2 separate regions of the Drosophila melanogaster genome follow, and region 2 is linked to region 1. The links are chromatin contacts, called in public Hi-C maps. All regions are on one chromosome and are shown on one strand. The core of a region is the stretch at or near the end of the contact, and the rest is flanking DNA. Distances in the headings are between cores, read along the strand shown. Region 1 holds the start of CG5854. Region 2 holds the start of lncRNA:CR46094 (long non-coding RNA:CR46094).

Region 1 (6,906 bases), core at 3,111-5,610:
AGGTCTTCCAAGAGAGCTTCGATGAAGGCTTTGAGAATGGCTTTAAAACTGGATTCGAACTGGCCAAACTGAGTGCCTTCTATGAAACCATAAGCAATGCGGCGGGAGCTGAAAGCTCCGAATGGAATGCAGAACGAGAAGCTTATCAAAAACTCCAACTGGCAGATGCAACAAATAAAGCACACTTCACATATTTGGAGCATCAAGGCGCTCCACTCAACGTTATATCCGAAAAACAAAAGACCTACGTGGACGACCTCCTAGGAAAACTGGCACAGCAACTCCCGGCAACTACGAATTTATTCACATCGGGGAGCGATTCTAGTGTTAATGTGGTTTAATGCATGTGTTTGGGAATTATCAAAATTAACTTGAAAGTATATCTTCGCGCGACTTATAAATAAAGACCCTCGGGCGTGCCCTCCTTCTTCCGGTACAAGACGCTCTCCTTTGACTTCTTGAAGTCCTCGTTGGTCACCTTCATGCGGCGTTCCCGCAGCGCCATCAAGCCAGCCTCTGTACAGATGGCCTTGATGTCGGCGCCGGATAGATCGTCCTTTGCCATGATCAGTTCGCTAAGGTTCACGTCCTCGGCCAGCGTCATGCGAGATGTGTGGATGGTAAAGATGCGGCGCTTGGTCTTCTCATCGGGCAGCGGGAACTCGATCTTGCGGTCAATACGACCGGGTCGAATGAGCGCCGGGTCAAGGGTCTCGATACGATTGGTGGCCATGATCACCTTGACATCGCCGCGCGAATCGAAACCATCCAACTGATTCAGTAACTCCAACATAGTACGCTGAATCTCCCGCTCGCCACCAGAATTTGAATCGTAGCGCTTTGTGCCCACTGCATCGATTTCGTCGATGAACACAATGGATGGAGCGTGCTCCTCAGCCACACGGAAGAGCTCACGAACTAGCTTGGGTCCGTCGCCCAGGTACTTCTGGATCAGCTCTGAGCCTACAACGCGCAGGAAAGTGGCCGAGGTCTGGTTGGCCACTGCCTTGGCTAGCAGGGTCTTGCCCGTACCAGGAGGCCCATATAGGATGACGCCCTTGGGTGGCTTGATTCCCATTTCCTCGTAGTACTCGGGATGGGTCAGTGGCAGCTCAACAGACTCCTTGATCTCCTGGATCTGAGTGTCTAAGCCACCGATATCTGCGTAAGTCTCTTGCGGAGCCTTTTCCAGTTTCATCACCGTGACCATTGGATCGGTGTCGTCGCTGAGAACTCCGACTACAGCGTGTACTTTGTGGTTGAGCAGCACGGAGCAGCCTGGTTCCAGCTGATCCTTGTCCACGAAGGACAGGATGCTAACATAGTGCTCGGAGCCCACCGATGTGGACACGATGGCGTGGTTGTCGTCGATGATCTCCTCCAGGTTGCCCACGGACATGGGGGTGCCGCGCAGATCGTCAACCTTAGAGCGCTCCTCCTCGTTCTTCTCGTCCTGGGGCTTCAGGCGCTCCTGGTTGCGGATGAACTCGTCCTCCATCATCAGGTAATCCTTGATGCGCTCCAGCTTGAGCAGCTTAAGGCGGCAGCGGGTGTGGGGCGTGACCTGGGGCAGCTTCATGGCCGCATCTGGACCCTTTGCGCGCCTCTTCTTCTTGCCAACGCGCGTTGGGATTGGAGGCTCGTACTTCTTCTTTTTATCCTTGTCATCTTTCTTTTCGCCAGCTCCCCCTTGAGCCGATTGGTTTTGTCCCTGCAAATGTATTGTTCCCGATCGTAAATGAGTTCAGGGTGTTCTGAAGGTGCTATTTTACCATTTTGTCTTGGTGCTTGCTGCTTTGCCGAACGTTTGATGAACTTTTTACTCTTTATTGTCGGCAACAAAATTACTAGTCATTCGCGTTAGCTGTGTTGCCGTACTATGGAAACATGAAGGTCTGGCAACTCTAAGGGTGAACAAATATTTTAAAAAAACGTGAAAATTAAAATAGGCAAGAAATGCTTAAGCAATCGGATTAAAACAATAGTAATGATTAACAACCAAAATATAAATGAATTCAAGACTTGAAAAAAGCAAATTTTAAAAGTCACTGTTTTATATACTTATCGATTACTGTAAACAAACTGAATGTTTCAGTCTGGCAACGTTTGCAATTAGTGCGAAAAGAGCATTTGTTTAAATTTGTTATATTGCGACCTTTTAATGGATCAAAATGTCAAGAATGTTGATCTTAAACTGGATAACATTGAGGTTCTGACCAGTGGGACAACAGCGGAGTTCGTGAATGGCATCCTGGACTTCTTGCTCTATCAACGCCGGCAAATCCCCTTCGTGTACAAAACATACAAATATTATGTGGATAAATGGTCAGATGCTGATGAATCGGGAGAATCCAAGGATCAGGAGTCCTTTGCTCATTACCAACGCAACCAGCAGCGCTCTAAGGCAAAGGCCACCAAGGAATCTATTAGTGACATGAGAGAGGTGAGGTTCCCCTTACATCCAGGACTTCTTTTGGTCTTTACTTGCCAGTTCTCTCCTACAGATCATCCGACAAGCCTTCAGGAGCTCTGAAGTGAAGAGCCTGCGATTTCTTTTTGGCAACAATATGTTCATGCCCTCGGAGGCCTATACTCTGCACATACCACATGATTCCATATCCAGAGATCACTATTGCGAGCACCATGCTCTGCCCGAAGGTCGCATCAACCAGGCGCTGCTCCGCCTGCTCACCTGCGAGGAGCTGTACAGGCTATTCTCCACCGAACTAAAAGTCACCAACGTGTTTCTAGAAATGGAGCTCCTTACAGACTCCGATCGACCCCAAGGATCCCATTGTGACTCCTTTAATCTAATCCCAAAGCATATATTAAGCCAACTTCCGCGCAGCTGCAAGAACATACACCTGCATCTACTGCATTGCAGTGAAAACACACCGAATGAATTACGCTGCTGCAAGGAGATGGATATTTACCACGATCTTGGCGTGCGGAATCTGGATAAATCTGGGGAAGACGTTAGCCAGACCAACGAAGAGCATGACGTTTTGAAAGCAGCAAATGAAACCAGCGGTTGGTGGCAGGCCGAGGTCATAGTTCGCGGTTTCAGAGCTCCTGGCAACCAAAAATCGGGAGATTTGTGGTCTAGCTAACATTTTATAACTTGGATTCTTGCTATTCGGCGTGTTTGTGTCAAAAATAAAGTTTCGAATCGTTTATATTTCAAGTATTAAGTTATTTTATTATGTATATAATTGTTTAATTTTATTTTTGGTTTCGATTTATTGAGAATGTTTTGAAAACCCAAGGCACTCAAAGATGATCCATCGTGGTATTGGTATTATCATCTTAGGTAGTGATAATCATGGAAACTGGTGCACTGCGCTCTCGCTGCTTGGCCACAATCTTGTTGGCTATGCGATCCAAGTTACGTTGTCCTTGCGGAGTCAGCTTACGACCACCATCCGGGTGCCTCTCCACCATGTTAGCAGCTTCCAAGGCTTGAAGAGCCTGCTCATGTGTTAGATACATGCTAAGTAATATTAAATATAACCTTAAAGTACAACCATTTCCCACTCACCTTGCGAATACAGCCATCCGATGAGCGACAGTGCTTGGACGGACGAACACCGTTGCGCTTGCGCCCGCTATAGACCTTGGTGAAGGCCCCAACGCCGGCGGGACTGCGCAGGTACAGGTGTCTCATAATAGAGGCGCAGCGAGTGTAGAACCAGTCGTCGTCGGTAGGAGCAGTCTCCTTGAACTTGCCAGTCTTCATATAGACGGCCTGTTCGGGCACAAAAATTTTTCCGGATTTTTTGAGAAAAGCAGCCATGTTTTTGGTCAGAACGTGCTGATCGATTTCCTTTACTGTGACTCCAGGCATGTTGCTCTCTACGTTCTTGAAAGCACGTTTTTAAGGCTCATGGGTCCGATATATGTATGTATGTATTTAAAAAAGTCTTACCTTTTGAGAAGAAAAAGGTTTGCTTCCGGTTAGTTTGCTGACTTTAGTCAAAATGGACGATTGGCAAGTGACGTTTGAAAGAGGGACCAGGTCATTGACCCCAAAGGATTACTTTCCGATAGTTTTGTCGTGCAGTATTGGTGAACTTGGCAATTCTTTTCGAAAACTTAACCTATAAACTTGGAAAGGAACGCAATGTAGCAAAACTACTGTTCTTGGTGACAGGGGGTTTAAGGTAGACTAACAAGGACAATTTTATGACACTGAAGCCCTATGGAGTAAGAATCAAAGAACTGCTGTATTTTGGTTTGTATAAATGAATAAAACGTTCTACGCTAATTGAAGAGCATTCGAAGAGGTTTGAATACAGCGCCATAGGGTGACCAGCTTGTGGAGCATTGAAGGTATTTCTTGTTTTAAGAATGATCACGGGATGGTCACACTAGAAATACAGCCAAACAAAACAACAAAAAGCATTTCGAGCGCTAACAAATATATATCTTTCGACTTGACTCATTCGCATTCCGGTTGACCGTGTCGCGCCTGCAGCATGTCTGAAAAGCCGACTGTTCTGATTTTGGGTGGTAAGTGGTCCCGCTGCATCCTCCTCATCGTCATCCTGCCCCCGCTCCCCACTCCACACTTCCGCTTATCAGCATCGCTGACTGCATCGCTGCTCTTCCTCTTCCCGCAGGCTGCGGCTTCATTGGACGCAACTTGGCCACTTATCTGCTGGACAATGAACTGGCGCAGGAAATACGACTGGCCGATAAGACCCCTCCGCAGATGGCATGGCTAAACGAGGAGCAGACGCGGGTCTTCGAGAGCGATCGGGTGGAGTTCTGCAGCGCGAACCTAATAAACGCCGGTAGGTAATCACTACATTAGGGTGGCTCGTTCCACCAGGATGCGGATCACAACTCCTATGGAGATCCAAAATCCGCAATTAACATTCTTGTGAAAGGAAAGCGCTATCGGATATAGAATTTTCAAGTACCACCTTGGTATCGCTGCGCGTAACGAGCCACCCTAATGCATTTGTTGCACCTAAACTGGTTATAGAACGCTTCCCTTTGTTTTCATACAGCCTCATGCAAGGCGGCTTTTGCGCCACACCCCACCACTGGACGGGCCTGGGACATTGTCATCAATTGTGCGGCCGAGACGCGTGCCAACCAGGATGATGCCGTATACAAGGAGGGTATCCTGAAGCTCAGTTTGAACTGCGCCAATGAGGCGGCTAACCAGCGGGTCAAACGATACGTGGAACTCAGCTCTGGTTGTGTGAACAGCAGCGAAAAGACGCCGTTAAAAGAGGACTGCAAGACGGATCCCTGGACGGGCGTGGCCAAGCAGAAGCTCAAGGTGGAGAAGGAACTGGCCAACATCGACGATCTCAGTTACACGGTCGTCCGTTTGCCCGTGGTCTATGGCATTGGCGATAAGCGCTATTTGAGTGAGTGTCCCTCTTCGCTGATACCCGATAATTGATGTAATTGACAAAGCCCATGGGTTAATCCCGAACCCACCACCCATTGCCTTTCGTTTACAGTGCCGCGCATTATAATCGCTGCCATATACAAATACCTGAACGAGACAATGAAGCTGCTGTGGAACGATGCCATGCGTTTGAATACTGTGCACGTATCGGACGTGTGCGCTGCCGTTTGGCAATTGGCTCAGAGTCCCAAGACCGCCGGTCAGATCTACAACATCTGCGATGATTCAGCATCGACGCAGGGCACCATTAGTAATCTTTTAGTGGATATTTTCGACATCAATTTGGATTTCTTCGGCCTTGTAATGTCGAATTTGGCAAAAGTAAGTTAGCATTTAATCGGCGCACTAAGCTTCAGCTTATTGTTTATTATTCGCTTGAATTTTCAGCTTTATCCCACGGACACCGTCAGTGAAATCAACGACAAGCACATGGCACCCTGGGCCGAGATTTGCCAGCGCAATGGCATCGACAACACCCCGCTGACACCGTACCTAGATGAGGAGCAGCTCCAGCACAAGCACCTCTACTTGGATAACACGAAACTGAAAGACTTTGGCTACGTGCTGCAGCATCCGAAAGTCACTCGCGAGCTGCTCATGGAGATGATTAACGACTATGTGAAGCAGCAATTGTTTCCGAAATCGTTGGTTCTTTGATTCACTACTTCTATCAAAAGATTGCACCACGTTGACATGCACTCGGACCCGGAGACATTTATTCCCTGTAGCTTGTAATCCACTAGTTTTTTAAACGATTATCAAACCTCTTCCAATTTGTATACGGACACGGATACTCTCACATGCACGCTGTGCTGTATCTCCGTTTTTTTTAATCACAAAAGTGTACTTATAGTATTATAGAACCCATATATTTTTGATACATTCCAGTCGATCCAGCGATATATACGTTTTTGCGTACGAGTATTCCATTGTGATTAGCTAAGTGACCAACCGCAATCGACAATTAAAATGCACTTGTTTAGAGTTTAGTTTTGTGTATATTTGATTATTTTAATGTTACGGCAACGGAGCGATCGTACGATAAACGTGACTTGACGGTACGAGACGTTGCGATACATAATTGAAAATGCAATTGCTTCACTTTGACGCTCATTAACTTAAAAATTACAGAAAATCAACAATAATAAGCTCGCAACTTGTTCAACTTAATACGAAACACGGGCGAAAGTTCGCTTTTGTTTTGCTTTGTTTTTTAAAAGAGTTATTTTGGCCAGCTCCAATTGCCATAGATATAAATTACGATTCTTGCATTTCGGTTTTGTGACTTTTCATCTAAGACGGCGGTGCATGGAGCAATAGCAATAGTTATGCTCTTGAGTTCGATTGCTTAATTAACTAGTTAAGAGTCTGGGGGCTAATCAGCACACTCAGCGGGCTTAGAAGGCCAGGCCGGCATCGCGGTATGTGGTGAAGATCTTCTCAATGGAGTTGACGTAGGCAGCGGTTCTGAGGTCCAGGCC
Region 2 (6,906 bases), core at 2,429-4,928, 640 kb after region 1:
GGGTAAGTGGCTTTGGATTGTTTTCGGTTTCTCTTCTACTGCTTTTTCCCCCCCCCCAAAGTTTACCCAACATATGGCTGCCTTTTAGGCTCTACTAGTGTGCGGTTGCTTCTCACGTGTTAAAGCTGTTTGGATTTTGTTTTATTTCATTTCTTGTACGAAGTCAACAGTTTTCAACCTTGAATTTTCGCACTGACACTGAACTCAAGCCGAGCGAACAAAATTCAAATTGAAATCAATTTCAATTTAATTTGTTGTTGCCAAACAACACAGCAAATTTCTGTTGATTTCCTTTTGTTTCATTTGTAAGTGTCTGTGTGTGTTTGCCTTTGATTATTTGCACAAATGGGGAAAAAATAGACCTCTCGAAAAGAATAAAAAAAAAAAAAACGAGGGAGAAAAAAGAAGACAAGATTCATATTTTTGTATCCCAACGAATTCCATGGCCCCGTGGGGACTCTTTTGATGCCCAAAAGATTCTGTTGACGCGACAGGAAATGCTTAACTTAAGCCGCTATCAAGTCGCCTATACACAGTGTGCTCGATACATAAATAATACTCGGAATGTTTATAGGTTTATGTGCTATACTATGCTCTTTTATTGTTGTTGTTTTGTTTGACTCGAATTTGGTTTGGTTTAGTTTTTTTTTTTTCGCCTTTGTGGGTCTCACATTTCAAAGGGCAGGCTAGATTTTGTTGTTCAAGTTTTCGGTTTCTATGTTGGGGATAGTGGGGATGTGGCTGTGTGGATGGAGCCCCTTTTTGGGCTTAAGTTAATTTTTTAATTGGTCTGCGATCATAAATTACCAGTGTGTCGGCTTAGGAAAGTGGGGTGAGCGCAGCTATGGGGGCTACATACAAATTGTACTTCGCTGCATTAGAAAGTTGTAAACATTGAGGATTTATGCCGATCCTATGACAACACTACAAATATTTCTTTCGACTGTTTGAACCATTAAGTTCAAACATGATCATAAATCAAATTTTTAGTCCAATTAATAGATGTTTCTCGGTAAAATAAATCTTGTTAAACCTTCATGCATTCCTTACAGAATATCCTTATCATGAACAGCACGATTATATAAATAGCATATAAATTTTTATGTTTGGATTAAACTTCTTCATTCTGCATCCCCTCTGTCGTTTAAAAGATATTTAAACATTTTTTAATACACCTATTTATGTGTATTCGTACCCACCTTATTTGTTTTTTTTCGTTTTTACACCTCGTTGCGTATAAACAAGTCAGAAAATGATGCTGTGATGATTTGTTGTAAAAGCGTTTTTAAATTACTTCCTCGAAGATTTTCAATTAAATGCACACGGTTTAAACAAATCCCTCTCGCGGTGTTTACAAATTAATTGATATTGTATTTTTGTTTAATTTTTCCTCATCCACATCCTCGTTTTCGCTTTTCGTTATTAATTATTATGCATATGGTGCGGTCCACGTTTATATGTAAATTTCATTGTTATTTCATGCGTGAGTGTGAGTTGTTTTTTTAACTAGGTCACACATGTAGCGATTAAGACGAAAATTTATTTATAATGAAGCACATTTGTAGTATATCTCATCCGAAGCACAGCACACCAAGCCAAACACACTCGGTTTGCTACATACACGAATTTTGATAAGCGGGGAGAAATCTTATCAGTGGCGACAAAGTTGGTGTTAATTTATTATTTGTATTATTCCGTACTGCGGGTTGCGGCACTCAATAATTTTTGTTGAAACTCGCTTCTAAATTAATGGCAAAAATTTACAACAAATTCTGATTAGCTTTGTTTGCTTTTTCAGCTACTTTATTCGCTTCGGATTGTTGTCAATTTTGCGGTTTCGACCGAGCAGCTGAGCGGCAAGCGAACAACTGATCGATGGAAGAGAGAGCGGAGCCTAAACTTGGGGCTTTTTGCTCTCTCTGCGCTCTCTGTATTTTATTTTTGTTCTTTTTGTTTTGGAGTGGGGTTCTAATAAGAATTTATATACATATATGTACGCACACAACAATATACACGTTTATATTATTCGGTAGGCGAATTCCAAAGCATTCGTCAAGTTTGGCAGCGTTTATGTTTGTTGGTTTATTTATTTATGCAAATTGGTATGGTTTTTTATGTCGTTGCCTCGGAAACTAGTTCGTTTCGTTAAATGCGGCTATTTCAAAAAACTTGTTTCTATTATGACAAATCTATTGGTTTTTCGGTTTTCTGATTTATTTCAATCTTCTCGGTACGCGTTAATTGTTTTCCTTCTCTCTTTTATTTTGATTATAACACTTTTTGTGTGCATGTGTGCTTTTATGTGCTGCCCAATACACTGGTTTTGTATTCTGGAGTCTCTTTAACGTTTTGTTGGATTATTTTTGTTGGTCTGCGCTCGTCAAACGTTCTTGACCGATTGATAAAAAGTGTGCAAAGCTCGGCGACAAAGCCAAAAAGCAGAGCGCCAAAAGCTCTCCAATCGCTTTTGTTTTGATTGTACAGCTGGAAGAGAGAACACGGAAAAAAACCGGTCCCTACATTAAATTAAAAGAATATTTTTTTAAGTGGTATGCAAAACCAAGATAGTTTTTGTTTTCATTTAATAAAATTACACATTGGTATTAAATATTTTTTTCGGTGTGAGTAGCGCAGCTTATGAGAGCGCATGCCCCACCATCTCTCCCACTCACACACCTAACGAATGTCTGTTGCTTCTTTCACTTCGTCTTTTCCATTTTGGAGAGAGAGCAAGAAGAGGGGAATAAGAGAGGCGGAACAAAAAGCTCGAGTACAGTCTGTTGTTTTGGTTTTTATTATTCTTCTGCTTTTTGCATTTGATTATTAAATAAATTCATTTACAAAGCTTTTCCGCCACTCTCTCCTTCTTCCCTTACCTCTCTTGTTTCCTCTTCCTATCACCCTCTATTTTGACGTCACTTTCGTTGTTTACTTCAGCTTGTTTTCCCTTTTCTTGCACATTCGCCGCCGTTGTTGTTGTTCTCGTTCGGTCTTTTTTATGCAAATTTTTGTTATGAAATTGTCTGGCGCTTTGATTTCGATTTGATTTTATTTTTCGCCAGTGTAAAAATAAACTTGTTTACAACAATCGAAAAATACAAAATACTATAAGTATTTTGCCATTGCAGAATTAAGTAAAATTGCAAGCAATAAAAGAAGCAGAATGCGCGCGTTTTTCCTCGCTGACGTTGCACTTTTTTTTGCACACGATCTTTATTAGTTTGTTTATAACAAAACGAATCAAGAGATCGCAAAAACAGCAGTATCAATTCAACTTCTGAATCCACCGCCTATCACTTGGATTCTTTTAGATACTTTTGTATCTCATTTCTGCGATCGATTTGTCTGAGTTTCCTGTGAACTTCTCGGATATTTTCAGCTGATGAAATTATGCCCCATTAAAGAGTAATGCGATACAGCTTAGTTGGCATTATGAACGTGGAAAACTGAAACTTCAGCGGATATATTTTACTCGGCTTTTATCAGGTTGGGTTTTTGTTTATATTATATTGAATTCTGATAAAATCGTTATTTGTTTATATTTCAACTGGTGATAAAAGCATACTAGGAATTCACTGATTTCCCTGAATTCCCATTTCGGAATTAATCAGAACTGTCAATCATAGCCTTGTATGATGTATGTATGTGTGATGTATGTCATTTATGTACATTTAATATATTCAAGAATTCTTCATAGATAAACCAACTTCAAACTGCATTTATTTTTGTAACTTCCAAGGACCCACTGAAATTTATTACCTTAAAGATACCAGGCAACATGAAGGGTCTGCAAATTCGATTAAATTAAATTTTAGCGACACATAATGGAAATTCTGGACAGGAGAGGAAAATAACCAACTGACGCACGGAGTTACATGTGTATATTTGTTATTTATACAGTAGCTGCTGTGGCAGAAAATCACGACCATGTCCTTGAATACGAAATTGCGACCCAACTTGCAGAGGGAACGCCAAGGATACGTAGGGAGCAGCAAGGATAACAGCCCGATCCCACGCTCTGTTTAACACCCTCAACCGCCACGACAAAAGCACAAATTGTTTATACGTACATATATACAGCTGCGGTGAAAATAATAGCACCGGAAGTGCAGGGATTTAGGATATAGATAAAAATAGTTCTTATACAAAAGAAAGAAATTGTAATTTATGTACAGTTAATTAGTTAGTATTTTTGAAATAAACCTTTTAATTGAAATCTTGTTATTTCCAAAATTTCATTTATAATTGTTCAATATAAAATTGTCCGTTTAAGTAAGCTTTACATAGAAAATCGTTTTATATCATTTTCATATCGTTTTCATTTTCATATCGTTATATTTGTGACCTCGACTGTATTTATCCCTGTTCAAGGAGGCATGTAGAATGATTTTCAAGGACGTGGGCGCCGGCATTTGAGTATTTACAATATATATTCCCGATACCCGACGCCGCCTACGTAACAAAGTGGGATTAGATACATACATAGCTATGTATGCATTTGTATATGTACATATGTACTTTAGGGATGCGTGGGCTTTACGATTCGGGTTCCATGGGATCGAAGCTCCACACTTTCACTTTCGCTTTTCCTGCGCCAAAGTTCAAGGCAGTGCAAAGCTTCGAAGACCTTGAATAGCTTTTTTTCTTCCTTTTTTTTCGTGGGCGTTGTCCTTCGTCGGCGATTTCAATGGTCGTTTCCCCACACAATCCACAATCTTATTTATGCATAGGCGCGAGTTTTCCGTTCGCTGTGAATTTTGACCAATTCGGAAGCACGCCAAGGCATAAATAATCCCTTATTAATTAATTAGATTTTGGGCCGCGTATCCCTTTTTCCACAAGGCCATGTGACAACGCCCAGAGCTTTGGTTTAAGCCTTTCGCTAAGCTTCCCGGCGAAAGGCTTTCTCGCGAATCGATGTTGTTTTTGTTATGAATAAGCAGAAGCACAACAAAAATGCCAACCGCAGACTGTCAAGGACAGTGGGCGTAAAGTGGGCGAACCGAGTGGGCATCACCGAGATGTCCTTCCGAACTCGAGCATTTCTGCGTCGTAATTTTCCAGCACAGCAGCGGGAAAATGGCGAAAATCCACCCCCAAGGTTTTGGTTCATTCTCTTTGCCATCTTTTTATTTCTCTCTTTTTTTGTTGTTGTTTTTATGGGGGCTAGCCGGCTGGTGTGCGTACACAAAGTCTATACACTGATGCAGTCCTTACAGATATCCCCACAGCCCCACATCCCCGCATCCACATCCACATTCAGCGGAGACGTTGTTGTGACGCGTATCGATTTGTTTATGTTTATCAAATGGAAATTGGCACAAGGGGCCCCAGACGAGGCAACACCTCATTTCTAGGGCTAAATAACAATGGCACATTTCTGCACCACGCAGAATCATGCGTGGGTGTCAATATGTTTTCTCATTTTCTCTTGGCCACCCCCAGAAAACTTTTCCACTTTCTCCCCATTTTGGTCGCTACTAATTTTCACTCATTTAATAATGTTCAAACTGTTCAAACAAAGGGATTCGAATTTCACAGTATTCCAGGAAAATCAATTAAATTACCCCATCTTTGGCGAATCAAAAAAAGTATGAATAAATAATCCGTCGGATGATGTCAAAGTAGAGTCATAACTTCCTTTCCATGGAATCAATAGAATCATTTAAAAAGGGCTAAGCTGCACAATTTAATCCCTGCTAAAATCGTACCACTTTGCTAAACGTGATTTCACTGGACTTTTTAGATTTTCGATGAGCTATATACGTCCACCAGTAGCTCAAATAGAACGCTTGCTCACATGCACGCGGCATGTGATGGGGAAAGCATTTAGCAATTTGCTAGCTTGTATAAACAATTTTTTTCCCATTTTCCTTAGCTCGTTTTTTTTTTTTTGCTGATTTGCAAGCTACACGTTCATTGGCCCCAACAGCAACAACAAAGTGTGCTGATAAAAAATAATAACAAAATATATACATGTACAAAAATAAGACTGACAGCGCATTCAGCACAACTAAGCATTTATTTTGGCGGTATACTAGAAGAAAAAAAAAAGCCAAGACCATTGACTCTATTTTCCCGAAGACCAACTCAAGTCAAGTTCAGGGCCAATCGCCAATCAGTTGCTACTACTACTCATGGCTATATTTTCTGGTTTTTGTGGAGAAACATGGTTGGACCACTGGACATTATCTAATATAGCACGTCACCACCCATGGGGAAAAGTATAAATAACCATGGACAAAAAGCTCAAGTCTAAATATAATCAATTTAATAAATTAAGTTGTCAACGAATGAAATATGTGTTTATATATTCATGACTTATGTTTACAATAATTAAGGTACCCAAGAAATCGTAGCATCAAAACTTACCTCACTAATTACTTTGGCAATTTTTCAAAATGCAATGCACTATTTAAATGCCAACCTGCAAATGGAAACAAAGAAAACCGTATTTAAATATCAAAGCTAAATGTAATTTGCATTTATACATGGAAAGAACAAAGTGCGAAATGAGTTAGGCACACTAATGGAGAATAGCGAAATATTTAGTTTTCTATATTAATAACTTTTAGCTGTTTGGTTCAATGGTTGCAGACGACGTCGGCGATAGCATGTAATATATATAATATATATATATAGATATATATGCTCATTAATATTCGCATATATAGCATGCATGCTATATGTTTGACAATGCGGAAGTTGTTGAAATTATACCAAATCCAAAGCGAAACAAAGAGAACTGCAGACGGGCAGATATAAAATGGTTGCACTCTGTCTGCCGCCTGCAAGTATTTGCAGTTTAGCAACAAGGCAGCGAGACATGGATCGTGTCTCTATATATGAATGTATATATACTGTACATATAGACAGATAAATAAATTGCCGGCTGCTATCTGGCTG

Evidence for each region. A called contact is a pair of places that touch in the nucleus more often than the background predicts.
Region 2: a Hi-C map of the S2 cell line shows a contact between it and region 1, with 3 times the contacts expected there. A contact is called at or near these places in 3 of 107 Hi-C or Micro-C datasets (the Kc167 cell line and the S2 cell line) and 1 of 7 datasets of targeted methods (the Kc167 cell line).

The regions. Positions count from the first base shown.
Region 1 is chr3R:23,929,552-23,936,457 of dm6, forward strand. CG5854 reads left to right here and starts at 4,361. Exons shown (of 5, transcript NM_142939.2): 1 at 4,361-4,509; 2 at 4,620-4,793; 3 at 5,013-5,381; 4 at 5,478-5,746; 5 at 5,813-6,413. The coding sequence starts at 4,476. The coding sequence ends at 6,082. It overlaps CG13599, which reads left to right and starts at 2,088. Exons shown (of 2, transcript NM_142937.4): 1 at 2,088-2,443; 2 at 2,505-3,177. The coding sequence starts at 2,162. The coding sequence ends at 3,110. RpS19b (Ribosomal protein S19b) reads right to left here and starts at 3,979. Exons shown (of 3, transcript NM_142938.2): 1 at 3,926-3,979; 2 at 3,539-3,859; 3 at 3,178-3,468. The coding sequence starts at 3,844. The coding sequence ends at 3,307. It overlaps CG31142, which reads left to right. Exons shown (of 2, transcript NM_170097.3): 2 at 1-437. The coding sequence ends at 341. It also overlaps Rpt2 and Gdh.
Region 2 is chr3R:24,570,092-24,576,997 of dm6, forward strand. It overlaps lncRNA:CR46094 (long non-coding RNA:CR46094), which reads left to right and starts at 3,679. Exons shown (of 1, transcript NR_133443.1): 1 at 3,679-4,213. It overlaps REPTOR (Repressed by TOR), which reads right to left. Exons shown (of 5, transcript NM_170151.2): 2 at 6,373-6,427.